2 separate regions of the Mus musculus genome follow, and region 1 is linked to region 2. The links are chromatin contacts, called in public HiChIP or PLAC-seq maps. All regions are on one chromosome and are shown on one strand. The core of a region is the stretch at or near the end of the contact, and the rest is flanking DNA. Distances in the headings are between cores, read along the strand shown.

The links. HiChIP or PLAC-seq counts read pairs in DNA pulled down with a chosen protein or histone mark.
Region 1: an H3K27ac HiChIP or PLAC-seq map of embryonic stem cells shows a contact between it and region 2, with 9 read pairs. The contact joins the promoter of Ppp5c here to the promoter of Ccdc8 in region 2. A contact is called at or near these places in 2 of 39 promoter capture datasets (embryonic stem cells and macrophages), 2 of 15 datasets of contacts at CTCF or cohesin (CD8 T cells and the G1E-ER4 cell line), 18 of 484 Hi-C or Micro-C datasets (CD4 T cells, the HL-1 cell line, LSK cells and 10 more), 10 of 115 datasets of contacts at active chromatin or transcription factors (CD8 T cells, the HPC-7 cell line, the SCID.adh cell line and 3 more) and 3 of 9 other capture datasets (adipose tissue, liver and pancreatic islet).

Annotation. Positions count from the first base shown.
Region 1 is chr7:17,026,559-17,029,258 of GRCm38.p6, forward strand. Ppp5c (protein phosphatase 5, catalytic subunit) reads right to left here and starts at 1,356. Exons shown (of 13, transcript NM_011155.2): 1 at 1,135-1,356. The coding sequence starts at 1,255.
Region 2 is chr7:16,992,499-16,995,198 of GRCm38.p6, forward strand. It overlaps Ccdc8 (coiled-coil domain containing 8), which reads left to right and starts at 1,404. Exons shown (of 1, transcript NM_001101535.2): 1 at 1,404-2,700. The coding sequence starts at 2,090.

The DNA.
Region 1 (2,700 bases), core at 106-2,605, 34 kb after region 2:
ATCCCACTCTCTGGTGACTTCATCCATTCCCAGGGCACCTCCAACCATAGGCTGGTTACACTCAAAATTTTCTCCAGTCCAGACTGGTCCCATCTACCCACTCAATGTCCCTTTTCGGACAGCGAAGGAAACCCAAAACTCATCTTTGTGACGAATTCAGATTTTGCATGCTCTGTCCCCTTATCTTAATCTTCTCTTGTATCAGTCTTCCCCTCGTACCCCCAGTTTCCTCAAACTCCAGCCAAGCCAGTCTGTTTTCAATCACTCTCCACCCCAGGGTCTTCACACAAACTCAGTGGTCAGGACCCACGTGTAAAACTCCTTGTCAATTCGCCTCAAAAAGCCTCTTTCTCCAGGCACTCCCGACCTCACCATCGAAAGCAGACTCTAAGCTGTATTTCCTGTGTTGTCACCTTGACCCAAAGTGATCATCACAAGTTTGCAATGATTGGTTCTGCTTAAATCCGAGTCATGTGTTGCATTCATCGCTGCAGCCTCAGAGCCAAGCACAGGCCGTGTAGCACATGACACTTATTTAATACAAGTGTACTGAAAGAATGAATGAACGGAGACATGTCCTCCCACATGGCACTCTTAGCCCAAGATCACCCTATTCGTTCCTGCTCCACCTCTCCACCCTACTCGTTTCCTTGGATCACCCCAAATCGCCTTCCAATATAATTATCTACCTCCATCCCCATAATTCCCTTCTCTATTGGGCCTTCTCTTCTCGGTCATACTCATCTCAGGCCTCCCCACTCGGCAGCGCCATCACTGCCCTAAACACATGTCACTATTTGGTAGCGCCCTCTTCAGGTCTGACCACCATTTAGCACCTCTGTCCAGGTCTCACATTTGGTAGCACTCACATGTCGGCCCCCTGCTTTTCCCCTATCGTGTAGCAGCGCCTGCCTCAGTCTCCCCAGTGAGTGGCTTCTGCTTGGTATCCACTTCTCAGCAGCTCTCCCCAGTCTGTCGTCCAGCCTGAGCCTCCTCCTCGCGCCTGGCTACTCTGTAGTGCTTGCCCGGCGCCCAGGCTGCCGCTCCGCGTTGCCATGGTTCCCCGCCGGGCCTGGCACCCCCACAGCCTGGGCCGCTGTCCACCCTCCCTCACCCCGTCCGGGCCGGGCGCACCTTTGAAGTAGTCGTTGGCCTGTGTCTTGAGCTCCTCTGCCCGCTTCAGAGTGCCATCGGCCGGGGGTTCGTCCCGGGGGGTCTCAGCACACTCAGTCCGCTCGCCCTCCGCCATCGCCATGCCGCAAAGCGACCCCCACCCTGGCAACGGCCGCTCGCGGCACCAGGCCGAACCGTCGCGAAGGAGTGCCGAGTGACCGCCGCCGCTGCCGCACAAGTGTCGTAAAGCGCGGGCCCCAAAGGCACTCCTGACGCGCCTGCGCGGCGTCCCCCCCAACTTCCCCCCCCCCCCGCCCCCGCCCCCAGAGCGCCGGGAGGACAAGGTGACCAGAGGGTATCCAGACCGTACTTGTACTTGTAGAAGTAGCCAATCAGAAAGGAGAGAAGGGGCCTTGTGGATGGGGGCAGGCCGGGAGGGCGCCTACTCCCAAAGTTGCGAGGCTGCAAAAGTTTCTTGGAGATCCCGGCTTCCTTTAGGGTTGGTGATTGGGTTGCGTTGCCTCCGGCGGGTGGGGCTGCTTTCAAACCAGCACCCTGCCCAACCCGGAGTTTGCTCTGGAGCTGGGTGCTGCCAATTACTCGTGTGACCTTGAACAAGTTTATCTCTTGTCTCCTCAGTAACCCTTTTGGAAAATGGGTAGTTTCTCAAGCAAACAAAATAAAACTTGAACGTTGCAAATCAAGGCTCTTTTTGAATTATTAACAAGGCATCCCGATCTTCAAGTCTTGACAAGTCTCAATTGTACCATGTTTGTTCCGAGCCCAACAGCATCCTTATTAATTTATTTTATTTTTTTATTTTGAGATAGGATTTAATTATGCAACCCTGGCTAGCCTGGAACTTGCTATATAAACCAGGCTGGCCTTGAATTCAAAGACCCAGCTGCCTGTACCTCCCAAGTGTTGGGATTAAAGCTTTGCATCATCATGTCAAGTCCTAGAAAAAACCTTTTAAAGGGTCATGGATGTAGCTCAGTTGGTAGAGTACTTGTCTAGAGTGCTCCAGGCTTGAGTTCCAATTCCAGCACTATATAAATCAGGCTGAAAGGTGCACCTCAGTAATTTGAAGGCTTGATAGGTGGAGGCAACAGTATCAGAATTTCAGGTTCAAGGCCAGCCTGGGATACCTGAGACGCTGTTCCGAATACAAACAACCACACCAAAGGGATTTTTTTTTTTCTTCCGAGACAGGGTTTCTCTGTGTAGCCCTGGCTGTCCTGGAACTCACTCTGTAGACCAGGCTGGCCTTGAACTCAGAAATTCGCCTAACTCTGCCTCCCAAGTGCTGGGATTAAAGGCGTGTGCCACAACACCCCAGCCCCAAAGGGATCTTTTAAATGACACTGTTGCTGCTTGCATTTCCTGTGCCTGGATCAGAGCTTCAGCCTCCTCTGATGCTTGCGTTCATCCTCCCTCCTCCAGTTTACCTTCCATATGGCAGTCAGAGGCATCTTGCTGGAATACTGTAAAACTGGCACCCGCCGCAGCCTTCCATGGCTCCCCAGCTCCCTCGTGAGACAACCCAAACTCTTTCTGAGAAGCCACGGGTAGTCTAGCCTCCAGTAA
Region 2 (2,700 bases), core at 154-2,653:
GCGATCACAAGTGTGCATCCCATGCCTGATATATGTTCTTATATTGATATTAAAGTCACTTCCTTACCTGGCCGTTGTTGTTGTTGCTTAAGCCTGATAATAGTGGCCTACGTAAAGCCTAGTAGACAGAGGCTGAGGCAGGAGGATCCCTGAAAGTTTGAGGCCACGTGGGATACATAAACTAAGAACTGAGGGTACAACATCTCTGTGATCTTAAAGGTTTTTTTATTTTTAAGAAAATTTTTTATTTAAAAAATATATTTATTTTATGTGCTTTGGTGTTTTGATGTATATCAGTGGGGGGGGGGTGTTAAATCCCCTAGAGGTGGGGTTACAGACATTTATGAGCATTATGTGGGTGCTGGGAATTGAACCCAGGTCCTCTGAAAGAGCAGCCTGTGCTTTTAACCATGGAGCCATTTCTCCAACTCCAAGAAAATATTTTACTTTAAAAACGTGTTTATCGGGCTGGGCATGGTGGCGCACGCCTTTAATCCCAGCACTTGGGAGGCAGAGGCAGGTGGATCTCTGAGTTCGAGGCCAGCCTGGTCTACAAAGTGAGTTCTAGGACAGCCAAGGCTACACAGAGAAACCCTGTCTCGAAAAACAAACAAACAAACAAACAAACAAACAAAACCCGTGTTTATCGTGTGTGAATTAATATATGTACAATCTGTGTATAGGGGTGCACATGTGGAGATTGAACAATAACTTTGTAGAATTGGTTTTATGTGGGTTCTGGGATTGAATTCAGGCTTTGGGGAAATGTTTTTACCCATTGGGTTATCTTGTGTGCCCCTTTTTGTGTGCATGAATGTCTTCTCTCTCTCTCTCTCTGTGTGTGTGTGTGTGTGTGTGTGTGTGTGTGTGTGTGTGTGTGTGTGTGTACCACGTATATGCAGTGCTCACAGAGATCAGAAGAGGGTATTGGATCCCCTGGAACTGGAAATAAACAGGGTTTTGAGCCATCGTATTGGTTCTGGGAGTCAAACCCAGGTCTTACATAAAGGTAGCCCATGCTCCTAACCATTGAGCCACCTCTAGTCCCATCCCCTTAATTTTAAACGCACGTTCATAATTGCAATAGCCTTCAAAGGATTTGAGCCATCAGCACTCGCACCTTTTGGGCTTGCACGTCTAGGATGGCAGGTTGGGGGACCCGTTGCCTTTTGGGAAGGATGATGACGTGGGTTTTGGCTGCAGCTAAGGGAAGCCCTGGCCCCATTGAGGCTCTGGGGGGCAGCCACACCTCTGTGGGGGAGGAGAGGGAGGCTGCCCTGAAGGGGAGTGGACAGCCCCGCTGCCAGTCTTCCCAGGCTTAGAGTGTAAGATGAGAAGGAGAAGGTGGGCCTCACCCAGGAGGGGAGGGCGCCCAGAAACTTCCTGCGGCTCTCAGCTCCACCACAGACTGAGCGCAAGGTCAGTTTGGAGCGGGTGGCAGACTGCCTGGGGGCGGGAGACCCTCCTCGGGGCTGGGCGGAGGCCTTTAAGCACCTCGCCATATTGAAAGGCCACGCTGAGCCGTCTTTGTCTGCAGAGTCCTCCCAAGAACTTTCAGCTATATCCTGGTGTCTGGGGCAAGGGAGAAGCGATCGGAGCTCGTGGGACCCCAACTTGGAGCCGGGACACTGGCGATTCCAGTTTGGACTGAACTTTGAGCCTCGGGAATGAGCGTGCTTCAGTTCATGTAAGCATCCTGGAAAACTGCTTGCTACAACTCCGAGGGGGTTGGGGAAGCCAACTTGGACTTGTTTCCTGAAGAGAAAATTGTAGGGAGGAGACACTCTGTGCGAGCAGAGTTGCTAGGACTGTCCACCGCCCCCTCCCCAAGACTAGCAGCCAAGTGTCTGGGCTTTTTGCCCCCACTCGAGCGTCCACGCTGGAGATCTTAAAGACTCTCGAAAAAAGCCACGTAGGGGGATGGTTCCCCTGGGGCTTCCTTCCGTCTCCCGATTGCCTGATCCTCTGGAGTGTCCCCGACGTCTGCAAAGATGTCGATCTGGACGTGTTAGTGGAGGCCTTAAGGCCTGTGGGCACCTTTAAGAAAATCGGAAAGGTGTTCCGCAAAGAAGAGGACTCCACGGTGGGGATGCTGCAGATTGGGGAGGATGTTGACTATCTGCTCATCCCCCGGGAGGTCCGCCTGGCTGGGGGCGTGTGGAGAGTCATCTCCAAGCCTGCAACGAAGGAAGCTGAGTTTCGGGAGCGGCTAATCCAGTTTTTGCAGGAGGAGGGCCGCACCCTGGAAGATGTGGCCCGTATCATCGAAAAGAGCACTCCACACCCACCCCAACCCCGCAAAAGAACCAAGGAGCTGAGAGTGAGGAGAGTCCCGCAGATGGTCACTCCTCCACTTCGGCTGGTTGTAGGTACCTATGACAGCAGCAATGGCAGCGACAGTGAGTTGAGTGACTTCGATACCTCCAAAGTCAAAGGCAACAGGAGCTCCTCCGGGAGGACCAGGAAGGTGCGCAAAATGCCGGTCAGTTACTTGGGCAGCAAATTCCTGGGCAGCGATGTGGAGAGTGAGGATGATCAGGAGCTGGTGGAGGCCTTCCTCCGCCGTGGGGAGAAGCCCAGCGCGCCTCCTCCACGACGCCGAGTCAATCTTCCAGTGCCCATGTTTGAGAACAACCTGGGGCCCCAGCCATCCAAGGCCGACAGATGGAGGGAGTATGTTAGCCAGGTGTCCTGGGGGAA